2 separate regions of the Mus musculus genome follow, and region 1 is linked to region 2. Evidence: chromatin contacts called from public HiChIP or PLAC-seq data. All regions are on one chromosome and are shown on one strand. The core of a region is the stretch at or near the end of the contact, and the rest is flanking DNA. Distances in the headings are between cores, read along the strand shown.

The links. HiChIP or PLAC-seq counts read pairs in DNA pulled down with a chosen protein or histone mark.
Region 1: a contact with region 2 is called in an H3K27ac HiChIP or PLAC-seq map of extraembryonic endoderm stem cells. The contact joins two enhancer-like sites. A contact is called at or near these places in 4 of 39 promoter capture datasets (the C10 cell line, cranial neural crest, embryonic stem cells and 1 more), 1 of 484 Hi-C or Micro-C datasets (liver) and 3 of 115 datasets of contacts at active chromatin or transcription factors (embryonic stem cells, extraembryonic endoderm stem cells and fibro-adipogenic progenitors).

What each region holds. Positions count from the first base shown.
Region 1 is chr12:31,243,362-31,249,527 of GRCm38.p6, forward strand. No RefSeq gene overlaps it. Among named protein-coding and RNA genes, the nearest start is that of Gm24613, 13 kb to the right of the region's middle. Within about 2 kb of position 2,455, at least 15 of the 459 cell types and tissues checked have an H3K27ac peak or open chromatin away from gene starts, as enhancers often do. A contact at or near this core is called in extraembryonic endoderm stem cells, where this site is marked.
Region 2 is chr12:31,144,107-31,150,227 of GRCm38.p6, forward strand. No RefSeq gene overlaps it. Among named protein-coding and RNA genes, the nearest start is that of 6030469F06Rik, 22 kb to the right of the region's middle. Within about 2 kb of position 1,350, at least 34 of the 459 cell types and tissues checked have an H3K27ac peak or open chromatin away from gene starts, as enhancers often do. A contact at or near this core is called in extraembryonic endoderm stem cells, where this site is marked.

The sequences.
Region 1 (6,166 bases), core at 1,205-3,704, 100 kb after region 2:
ATCCTGCCTCTACCTCCAGAATTCTGGAATTACAAGTCTGTGCCACCACATCCATGTGGCTTGTGGACACAACACAGAGCTTTGTGCATGCTGGGCAAAAACACTCTGCCAAGTGAGCAAGATCCTCGAACCTCAAAAAAAAAAATCCATATTCTTTACTCCAGTGGTAAGGATGGAATCCACTCTAGCGTTCTCATTAGGACACCTACCTTCACATTGGTATCCCATTATAGACAAGGTGATAAGCATTTTTATTTTAAAAACAGTTCATTTGCAGTGGCACTCTTCAATTATCCTGATTTTACAGGGATCAAAGTCTACATGAGAATCGGTCAGAGTATGGGAAGGGTTAAAGAGTTTCTGTTTGCTAAATGACAAAACTACATAGTAGCCGTGGAGTTTTGCAAAGAGAGCAACAACCTGATGATTGACACCAGAGGCTGATCTCTGACTTCCCCACCCACTCACACACTTGTGCATACCTACACATGCATGCACCTGCGCACACATAAACACACCCACAAATGGTCTTAAGGAGGAGGATAAATCAGAACAAAGAATAGTGATGCATGTGTTTGGAAATGCCACAGTAAAACCCATTGCTTGATATGCTAACTTGAGTAAAAACAATCTTAAATAGAGGGGTGACAGTTTTGTAGATAATCCACTACAATATTCTGTATATTAAAAATGAAAAGAAGTCAATTAAATATTATGTTGCTGCCTATTGGGTTTTTAGTTGTGAGAAGGAATCAACTGAAAGGATTTAATAGCACACAAAGCCGAAGAAATGGCTAAAGAAAGTGTAGCCAAGGAAAACTGTGCATCTGGGAATATGGCCAAGGTCATACCAGGCCACCAAAGATGGTGTCCTGGCTTCTCGCTGTCTTCTCAGTAACTTAGAGCTGCTTGGGCCACTCATGTCACTGTTTTCTAACTGCACATTCTTGAGTATCCAGTTGGCTGAGCCTCCATCTGTGCCCTGGTGGCTCTTCTGGCTTTCATGGCAAAAAGGAATATTGCTTCCACCCATCTTTGGAATCCTCCAAAGAAAGATTTAATGGATGCCTGACACCTACAAATTTACAAATATCATTGGGGCATGATGGTATCACCTTTAATTCCAAGTACGAGGAAGGTAGGGGGACAGAGCAGGCAGGTCTCTGTGAGTTCAAGGTCAGCCTGATCTATAAGACAGGTTCCATAATCAGTGTGTGGGGGTGAATATATATATATATATATATATATATATATATATATATATATATATATAATTTCCCCTTAAAGTCCATCTGTTTGACTTCTAAATAAATTCTTATGCCATTTTCACTTTTAAAATAAATAAATGCTCCCATCTTCTTCCCACCATAGCAGATGTAGAAAAGCCTCAGTTCAGCATGGATCTGGGATCTCCTGTGTTCTAGCTTGCTTCTCTCTTGCTGTAATAAATGTCATGCCCAGATGCAACTTGGGGAGGCAGGGGGTGGTTTGGTTTACACTTCAAGGTGACAACCCATCACTGACGGAAGCCATGGCAGGGACTCAAGCAGGAGCAGAGGCATCCCCGAGGGCACGTGGGTCAAATCTTGGTCCCCAGCTATGGCAATGTTAGGAGTTGGTGAAATCTTTATGAAATGGGTCACAGTTGGAAAAAGTAAAGTCTGGGAGTGGAAATGGGACAAGCCCTTGGAGGACATACCCAAAGCCAGACCTTCCTTGTCTTTTTCTTTTCTTCTGGCTTCCCTAAGGTCAATAATCCTATGCCATGCATTCTGCCGTGATGCACCGAGCCACCACATCCCCAAAGCAATAGGGCAAAGCAGCCATGTGAGCAAAAGGGGCTTTTCTTCCTTTTAAGTTTTTTTATCTCTAGCATTTCATTAGAGTAGCAGAAAACTGATTAACATACACCTATATACTATAAACTATTAACTGGCAATATGGTTAACATATATTTTAATCCTTCTACAAAATAAGTTACTCTCATTGATATGCATACATTGTCTTTGTCTCTACTTCAAGTATTCTAATAGTCTCCTAATTTTGACAGAAAAAAAAAATTTTTTTTCTCCTACACTGGAGGTCTGATGGGATTAACACAGAGATGTCTAGACAGATTCTGAGCTTGTTGGACCAGGAATGAATGAGATGTAGGATGGGATAGCCAAGGTCCAAGTAGTAGCCAGATTCAAGGTCACTGAAACTGACAGGTACAGTAGCAGGAACAAGCAATGATGCTGAACATGGAAGGTATAGGAGAATGTTCTATGACCTTGGGAGCTCACAGGCCATGGGAGGACTGGTAAATATGCAGGACCCCTGTTACGAAGGCCAGGGAAAAGTATGCAACCCAGCTCGTCACATCAGAAATTCCACATGAAGATCAGGAAACAAGTTCCCCAAGAGACAGCCGAGCCCCTCAGGATGACTCTGCCTGTTGTAGGTTAGAAACCTATCCAGGCAGAGTAGTGAAGAGCCAGGTGGCAACAACCAGGCAAAGTTACTATAGTGACACAATGGCATAGCGGGAGACCAGGACACATTGTGTGGTGTGTTTGTGTTTGTGTGTGTGTGTGTGTGTGTGTGTGTGTGTGTGTGTGTGTGGAGAGAGGGAGAGGGGGGGGAAAGGGGAGGATGGTGGTTGCATGCAGCCTCGCATAGACTCTGCCCAGCCTCCCAGCAGGAACGAAAGGACCCAGCTGGGAACTTTGCATATACAGCAAGTTACAAAGTTACAAAGGTGTGAGCAGACTGGTGAGAAGCCCTTGGGCTCCTCCTGTAGCATCCTGGAACTAGCACCAGGCAGGGAGAGCATCAGAGAGAAGGGCTTTGACTAAAAAGCTTTAGACTGACTATCTGGAGGAAAGCCACTTATCAGGAGATGGATGGGGTCTTTGGTCAGTGGATGCTGCCAGCTGTGATGATTCAGGAGGAGTTCTTGGTACATAAACACACTGGGGTAGGGATGCTCTCTCTTGCTGAGTCTCTTACAGACTGACCCTTCCATGCAGATCAGCCTTCCTGGGCAGAGAGCAGGACTAGGGAGAAAAGAGACTCCGTGACTCATGGGTTAAATCTCCCTTGGACACTGCAGGCTTGTATGTGAGAGGGAACATGCCTCCCACTCAAGCTGCATGATTTGATCTCTTGAAAAGCCAGAGCAGCATCTTCATGCGTACGATGTTAGGGGCCTCAGATCCTCTTCACTCTTCCCTGTTTCGGGGGAGGGAAGGATGGTGGACCTAGGGCGAGGCAATCTGTACAAATCCTGCCCCTGAAGCAGAGGCTCTGCATTTCCTTCAGCTGTAAAATCCTATCTAGTCCCCTTCCCAGGGTGACTGAGCTAATTCGTGTGATAGGCTTTGGGGAGAATGAGGAGGTCTGAGCTCCTCAGCCATCAAGATTGTTACACTGTGTATGGAACTCACACCCAGAGTAGCAGACTGCCTGACCTATTGTTCTCATAGTCCCTGACTCTATCTCTCCAGTCTAACAAACCAGCCCACATAGAAAAAGCCCTGGAAAACCACAGCCACTGCATTCAACTAGTGTAATTAATGAAAGCCTCTAACCCTCTCCATTGTCCTGGCTGACGTGTCTAAGCAGATAGTAAGCTCCAGGATAGCCCAGGGTATGTGTTCAGTCACGTTTTTCGGTCCTCCATAGAAGTGAGATCAGCACAGAGCACTCTAAAGCAATGGTAATCATTTAGAGAAATTGATCACAAATTGATGCAAGCCAAGCTGGCCTCAGACTGTCAATGAACAAAAGTACAGTTGACTGTCACACGAAACTGGTCATCTTACGAGTTAGTCCCTCTAAAAGTGTACACTGAGAGCTATAAAGACCTTTCTCTCAGCATTCAGAGACAGTGTGTCAAATGTGTATGAAATGTGTAAGACAAGAAAATTTCCGGGCTGGTGAGATGGCTCAGCGGGTAAGAGCACTGACTGCTCTTCCAAAAAAGGTCCTGAGTTCAAATCCCAGCAACCACATGGTGGCTCAAAAAACCATCCATAACGAGATCTGACTCCCTCTTCTGGAGTGTCTGAAGACAGCTACAGTGTACTTACATATAATAAATAAATAAATAAATAAATAAATAAATAAATAAACCTTTTTTAAAAAAAGAACATTTCCTCATCACAATAACTATAATTTCTTATAACAAAATTTTAAAACTTTTGCATCCCTTTGTGTCCAAGAAATTTTTACACAACCCTAGGGATATAGGTCCATAGACAGTTACAAAAATATAAACATTTACTGATAATAAATCTTAGCAAAATTAATATTAAAATACTACTTTTGTATGCATATAATCTTACTATTTATTAGAAATAAAAGCAAATTTATATAGACAATAATATTCCCTTTCGCATAAAGAACTAAACGGGAGCTTGAGGGATGATGGCTCAGTGATTAAAGCACTTGCCACTGGAGCATGACAGACTGAGTTTGGGTCTGCAGAACCCACAGAGAAATCTAACCACAGTAATGCAGGCATGTGCAGGCCCAGCAGATGAGAGAGACAACAAGGGCAGAGTGGCTGGAAACTCAGCAGCCTGGTATATACACCAATGAGCAAGAGAGACCTGTATCCCACTAGATAGATAGGTAGATAGATAAGTAGGTAAGTAGATTGATTGATGAATAGATAGATAGATTGATAAATAGATAGATGGAATTTGAAAATGTCCTTTATCCTGGGGCAGGGGATGTGAATCAGTGTACTTGCCTACAATGTGCAGATCCTGGGCTCAATTTCAACTACTACGCACCTGCAAAATCATGATGACGATGACACTATCACAACAATACTGTTTTTCTTGTAACTCCTTCTAGTTCCCAACCAAGCCCAACCACGTTCTTATCTTGCTCCTTTTCCTTTTGCTTCCCAGATCTAGCCTCTTCCCATAGCACCGGGGTCATCCTCCACTGCTCTGTATGTTAAGTTAAACACGCTGTTGCTGTTTTCCAGTCCATTTGACCATAAATTAGAGAGAGCTGCTCCCTGGGGAAGGTCATGGCCTCAGACAGGCTCCAGCTGTACTTCCTGGGCTGAGTTTATTGAGCCAAAAGGATGGAGAGCTGTTGCTTTCCATTCTAGCAGCCTCCATCCTGGAAACAGATTGCCCTACCCAGCAAAGAACAAGAAAATTCAAGGGCACATCTAAAAACATTTATAAATATAAGGGCTTATATTTACACATAATTATAGGATCTAATGTAAAATTTACATATGCATAAATCTGATATGCAAGCCTCTCAGTAGACTTTAGCCAGCAAATGTTTGGTCAAGTCTCTGTGTGCATCGGCTATGGGTACACACTCCTTTTTGAACCACTCCTCCAAAAAAAAAAAAAAAAATGATAAGATGCTTTCTCGTTCCTATTCACTGGACAGCTAATCAGACTTCTTTGCAGCCCTAATTCTGCCGAGTTGTGGGAGTAAAGAACTTGAGAAGCCTAGCAACCGAAGGCCTCACAGGCATCACCTGACACAGCTTTGAACTTCAGGTTCACACTCCCTAGGAGGCCTCGGCTAAAGAAAGTGATCTTAAGGCCGGCCACAACTTCTGCAACAGAAAGCAGCACCCGCTGGTCCGTCGGCACTGAGCGAGTATCTCTCTACTGGAGAAAACCTGATCCTACATGTCATCTCTTACTTTACTCACTGAATGGTAAGAGGTCCGCTCAAGAGCCTTTGCTTCTCTAGGAACCTGTCTCTCGGCTTACCCTGCCACCCTCAGCGACACAGTTGACTCTACCAAGCATGCTTAATCGGAATGCAGAGCTTCTGACCAGAGAAACCAAGTGCTTGCCTTGTGATTGGGTCATCCTGGGATGACTGTAACAGGCAGGTCTTAAGGTTCCACCTCACAAATGCAAAAGGCTAGTGGACACAAAGGCTGCGCGTTATCCTCCCTGGACAGGTGACCACTGACTGATGAAGCATAGTACATACATTGCATTCCAAAGTTCACTCCAGACATCCTGCCCACGGCACCAACAGTGTAAAAAAAAAAAAAAAAAAAAAAAATCTAAGCGTTAGTACAGTTAAATTGTTTATCTCCTTTGAGGTGCTGGGGATAAAACAGTTTTCATGCAGGCTTTTGAGCCTCTGCTCCCAACAGTGAACACTAAGATTTTTAGCTCACAACACA
Region 2 (6,121 bases), core at 100-2,599:
CTACACATCAAGATAGACCTGTGCATCGCCCATGATGAGACCCCACTGTGGGAGCCATTGGCCATGACAAGAGACTATGCTTCTTTAAAGCTGTCTTTTGTTTGGGTCAGAGGCTTCTGCTGCTCTTCTTAGGCAGAGCTGGGGCAAGTTTATTTACATGTGGAATTGATTTAACATCCACTGGGCTGTAGTACCAAAAAGATTTTTTTTATTTCTTCAATACTACGACACTGAAGCAAATAAGCTTATGATATGGACCTCTTAAAAGATTAGTTTGCTTTGGAAGACTCTGAAATCGTCATTAAAACCATCACTAATTTTAATCGGCAGATTTTATTGAGCAAACACAATAGTAAAGTCAAAATGAAGTAATAGAGACGTAGCCACTAAGTAAAGTCCTCGTTAAGCTTAAATTCTAACTTTGGAGATGGTCGTATAACGTGGTCTTGAAGAACTGATAAAGATTTGGGAAACAGAGCTGAGGATGACAACTAAGGTGCTGGCCTAGCATGGACAAGAATGACTCTGGGTTTTAGTCTCTGTGCAACACACACACACACACACACACACACACACACACACACACACAGCATTTAGAGAATGGATATAATAAGGTGACATATGGAGTATGGCAGAAGGCCATGGAGTAAGACAATGTTAGCATTTTAGACAGTCTCTTTGGGCTGGTGAGATGGTTCATCAGGGAAGAGCATTGACTGTTCTTCCGGAGGTCCTGAGTTCAAATCCCAGCAACCACATGGTGGCTCACAACCACTCGTAATGAGATCTGACACCTTCTTCTGGTGCGTCTGAAAACAGCTACAGTGTACTTATGTATAATAATAAATCTCTAGACAGTCTCTTTGAGGTTTTGCTGTTTAAATGGAAATGTGAGGATAAGTGAGAGAAAAGAGAAAGATTGAGGTTCGAGATCAGCTTGTACCAAGACTCTATGGCAGAAAGACTTTGTGTACTGGAAGAAGAACAGGAATGAAATGTAGCAAGTGACACAGGATAAAGAATAAAGACAAAGTGGTCCTGTGTGAGAAACAGAAAACCCTAGGGCCTGTCTACACTTGAACAAGGTATGAATATCTGCTATGAGTCAGCAAAAACATGTCTGACAAGGGCATGGGCAGGGTGTGATGGGAGGGGGAAATCTATGAGTCAGCACAAAATGTCTGATACCTGATATTTGGAGAACCCCAAAATAAACAATTACATAGTCTGTTATAGAACTATTTTTGGTAGAGTGTGACTTTTCTGTGATTCTACATGAATACAGTCTTACTATCAGAGGCCAGAGCCTTTGCCAGCCTGCCTATGTGTGTTTGTCTGTAGGCTTGTAGACCTGCCACTGTGGGTCACTGTGGCCTGTGTGTCACTGGCCCTGTGCAGCCCAAATGAACTGGCATATGTCTGGATGCTGGCCAGTAGTTGCCTATCTATCAGCAGCCTTTATCAGGAATGCAAATAGTCTCCTTGAAGTCTCTCGACCTTCTAACCTCCTTTCCTGACACCTAAGCATTCGTGTCACACACCAGGTCTGACCAGGACTGGGCCTGGAAACCAGAGTAAGGAAATACAATTAAACAAAGTTTGCTGAGTGTCTGCCCAAGACCAGTGCTATTGTTCATGTTTTCTGGTACAGAGGACTACAACAAACAGCCACTTCCTGGAGGCCTACGAAAATCTGAGTCTTTCCAGAGAGTCAAGAGCTACTGAGCAGCCCATCAGCAGTGCTTTGAAAGTCGTAAGGAGCTCTTTGGGTATTTAAGAAGAGCCTCAACTGTACACATTCGTTAAGCAAGCCTAAAGGGCAGGCTTGGCTTTTGGCACCTTCGAATCCCCAGGCTAAGCAATCAAGGTTCCTTCCAACTGACAAATGAGACCTCTCTAGTCTGCAGGGCCGGAGACTGAGCTGCGCTGCTGAGAGATGAGTAGATGGACTTCTCCTAAGTTTACAGGAGTGGTATGAAGATGTTTGTCAGGGAATCCTTCCGACCAAATAAAACTATAACATCTGAGAGGAAAAGAAGGAGAGAGGCAGAGAAGCCAGGACCCAAGGAGTTCCTTGATTTCCTGCCAGGCATCCCTTTCATTGTGTGGGGGGAAATGATTCAAACCCAAAAAGAACACTCCAAAGCATTTTCCTCTTAAATAAGATGAATTTTCCTCTTAAGTTAGTTCAACGTGAATTCAAGGATTTTTTTTTCAGATGTATACATTTATGAGATTTCTAACTCACATTTTACTTTTCTATTATATTTTTAAAACCTATCAATGGAAACAATGATATTCTGTTATTTCCTCTGCTCTTTTATTTTTAGCCAGATTGAAAGAGTAAATATAGTAGGGACGGCTTGTTTTCAATTCAAATCAGCTCTGATTCTTTATTTTTAATTTTAATGATGTTTTCCAGGAAAAACAGAAATGCTTTGTTGGCGGCTCCCAAGCCCCACCCGACAACCACACCACTGAGAACATAATTACAAGTTTCAGACCAGGAAGAGAAAGGAATTGGTGACAGCTGAAAACAGTGTTCCTTTCTGACTCTTCTTTTCTTCATGTTTTAATAAGATTCCTTTCTCCTTGTGTGGCTTCAGTGATGTCACTGTAAGAAGCTAATCCACCCAAGAGGAGAGAGTCCTCTAGGAACACATTGTATTTTCACATTTTAAAAGATCATTTCCCTTCAGAGAAATCAGAGTGTATTTCAGGCATATTACTCAGAACTCTTCACTCTTTCCATGCAGAGGAAGAAAACAGCTCTGTATCTTTCATTAGGAGAAGAAGAAGAAGAAGAAGAAGAAGAAGAAGAAGAAGAAGAAGAAGAAGAAGAAGAAGAAGAAGAAGAAGAAGAAGAAGGAGGAGGAAGAGGAGGAGGAGGAGGAGGTGGAGGAAAGGAAGGAAGGAAGGAAGGAAGGAAGGAAGGAAGGAAGGAAGGAAGGAAGGAAGGAAGGAAGAGAGGAAGGAAGAAAGAAAGACAATCTATGATGTATTGGTAATTTGAGCCCAACATGGAACTTAGTGGTATATGCTAAAGGCCAGAGAAGGGCTAAGCATGAGCACAGTCGACTTCCTGGTCAGGAGACAGACAGATGGAACCGTGCGCTTCTATCTGCGAGCCAAAGATTAAAACACATTTTGAGTTGGAAGGGAAATTGGCTGCAGACTGAAGCTCTTTCCCTCCTGGGTTCTTGCCCTTCTCTGCCTGTAAACATCAGCCCACACTGGCCCCGACCTGTGTTTGTTAGTCTCCCTGTAAGTGTCAACCCAGCAAGCCGGTCGAGGACCTGGCGAGCCTTCCTTCCACATGGAGGCTTCCTCACTCCTCTTGGCCTCTGTTCAACACTAGTCCATTTTCCCTGATTACCATACACCACATCTGGACAGCGCTTTGGGACCCAGCATCTCTGTTCTCTTCAGGCTTGTAACATGTTTCCTTTAGAACGCCCCAATTACAGCAATCAGAGGTAATCCTATCACATGGGATAGTTTAAGGTACGTGTACCCTGAAGCTTCTCTCTGCATCATCCTCATAACAAGAGCATGAACGATGTGTGCTGGATGCCATTGCATTTAGCAAGTCCTCCTGCATCCAGTTCTTACCTCGTTGGTCCTGTCTCAGGTCCACCTTCACTGACAAATGGTGTCATGTCTATCTAATACTGAAGCTGTTCCATGTGTCTGGCATTCATTCATGTCTCACGGCAGGAAAGCCTCTCTAATAGCGCTGATCACACAGAAGGCAGATCCTCCACAACACACTTTAGAGAAGAGTGGCTGTGAAGTGCAACTTTCCCAAGCTATCCACTAGGAGCTCTAACCACCCTCCATTCACAGCAGACTAGCCACTGTTTCCAGAGCTACCCTGCCCAGTGTAGCAATGACCCCCCCCAAGTTGCCACTGAGAATTAGGATATAGTTGATCCACAAGGAAGAAGCTATATAGTGAAGCGTTAATAGTTTTTAATTGAAATAATATTTGATATGGCTTGACATCTTATTAAAAGTCAATCAACCATTTTCCTTTTGTTAAATGCAGCTTCTAGACACCCTTCCATCATACGCCTGACTCATAGTTTGCTGCCTTTGGAACAATGATGTTCTAGAGAGCTCTAGGTCTCCATGAGGCCAGAGTAGGGCTGGTGCTTCAGGTCTGTGCTAACTAGTTAACTACCAAGTCCTAGCAGAATCTTGTCACCCCTCCTCCCCCAGTCACAGAGAGGGCCACAGAGTTCCATTCCAATGTGGACTAACCCAATTCGAATTTCCTGTCAGGTGACAAAAGTGTAGCTCCAGTGTCTGCTAGGACCTGCTGACAAAAGGCTGGGTTGTTTTCAGTGTATTCCGGCTTGCTAGTCCTAGTCACGTGCACTCTAGGTATTTGTGCAAGAAAATGAACTCCCTTTGAACCCGCTGGAAGTGGCCAAGAACTCCTTGGGGAGTGTGTGGCACTGCCACACAGTGACCCATCAAACCATGCACGTGGCCAGTCAGGGTGGAACCTTTACTGCCCTCATGTGGATTTCCTGTTATGTCAGGCACAGATGGGAAAGCCTGCAGGCCATCAGCTGTGTGAACGTAATTGCAGAGAGGTCCTTGATTGCAGAGAGGCTACTAGCAGGGTTGAACATGATACACGGGTCTCTCACCGTCACTAATCATCATCTTGCTGAGTTTTTCCTTACGTCTTGATCATGTCAGCATCAGACTGGACCCGGAGGCTGTTCCACTTCAGCCACCTCATTCTGACCTTTAAGATCCAGGGGGCAGGCATGAAACCCCCTTCAGAGCCAAAAATGTACCATATTAGCCCAAAATTTTGGCTTCCTGGCTTTCTTGTGGAAAGCAAAAAACAAAATAAGCCCAGACTCAAGTTTCATCATCTGGGCTTCTGTTCTTGGATTAGTTGAAATAGAAAACATTGTTTATTATTCAGTGACCGTTTGGTTAAAAAAACATATAGAGGACACAGACAAGAAATGTCAAGCACCAGGGTGACAGCAACAAGAACCAGAGGGGGACAGTCACTAGGAGCAAGGGACAGAAGTTGGAAACTTTTAGAAAGAAGACTGGCCCAGAGGATGAATATTTAGTGTCTTCTAAGGTCATTGAAGAGCCAGTCACTATGCTGCAGCCTGTGTGTGTGTGTGTGTGTGTGTGTGTGTGTGTGTGTGTGTGTGTGTGTGTGTGTGTCTACACTCCAAGAGTGTGTTGCTGTGCATGTGGGCGGGTACTGAACACATTTCTGCACATACATGTGGAGGCCTGAGGATTCTTCTGACATCCTGACATCATTCACGTCTCTTGCTTTGTTTCGTTTTTTGGTTTTGATTTTGAAACAGAGCCACTCACTGATCTGGCACTCACCAAATAGGCTAAGTGAAGGGCTCTAGTAGGCCTGAGTATACCTCGCCCTTCTCCCACTCAACCTTGCTAAATTATTAGATTGTATTCTTAAAGGTAGCGAGCAAGGTCTTTTCCCTCATTCGGCCACTTCCTCTCCCTGCCGGCTGATCACCAAGGTCCAGCTATCAAAATATTGAAGTCCAGCAATCAAAAGCCTCCTTTTGGCTACCCTAATTAACATCCCCCATCAAAACAAACCAAATCATTCTAGAGCAGGGATTTCCTCTTTTTCCCTTTATAAACTGCCATTTGCCTATGGGCCACAGCTGTCTCCTCTCTAGCCTTTGTCCTTCTGGGGCAAAAAATATCCCTTCCCCCTCTCCCTTGTTCTTTTTCCCTTCTCCCTCACCCTCTATCTCCTCTCTTTGTCTCTTATTTCCTGCCCTTTGACCCTCTGGGGCAAATTCATCTCCTTTGTGCTGAGAACTTTGTGTTGAGGTGTCTTGTGCCATCGTGCATCGCTGGTGAGCCGGTGATGGTCAGGGATCCACGTCTGTCCACTTCCCCGGGGCTGAGACACAAGCAAGTGCCACTAGACGTTACTGTAAAACACTGGTCTGGGAAGGAGTCCTTGCCAGCAAAGCTGCCTCCCAGGACACACACGCCCACTTAGTCACCTTGAATCGCTCACTGAGAATCTAATGCTAGGTCGGACTTGGGATTAGTTTACCGATAGTTAAAAAAGAAAGAATATGAGGTAAAAAAA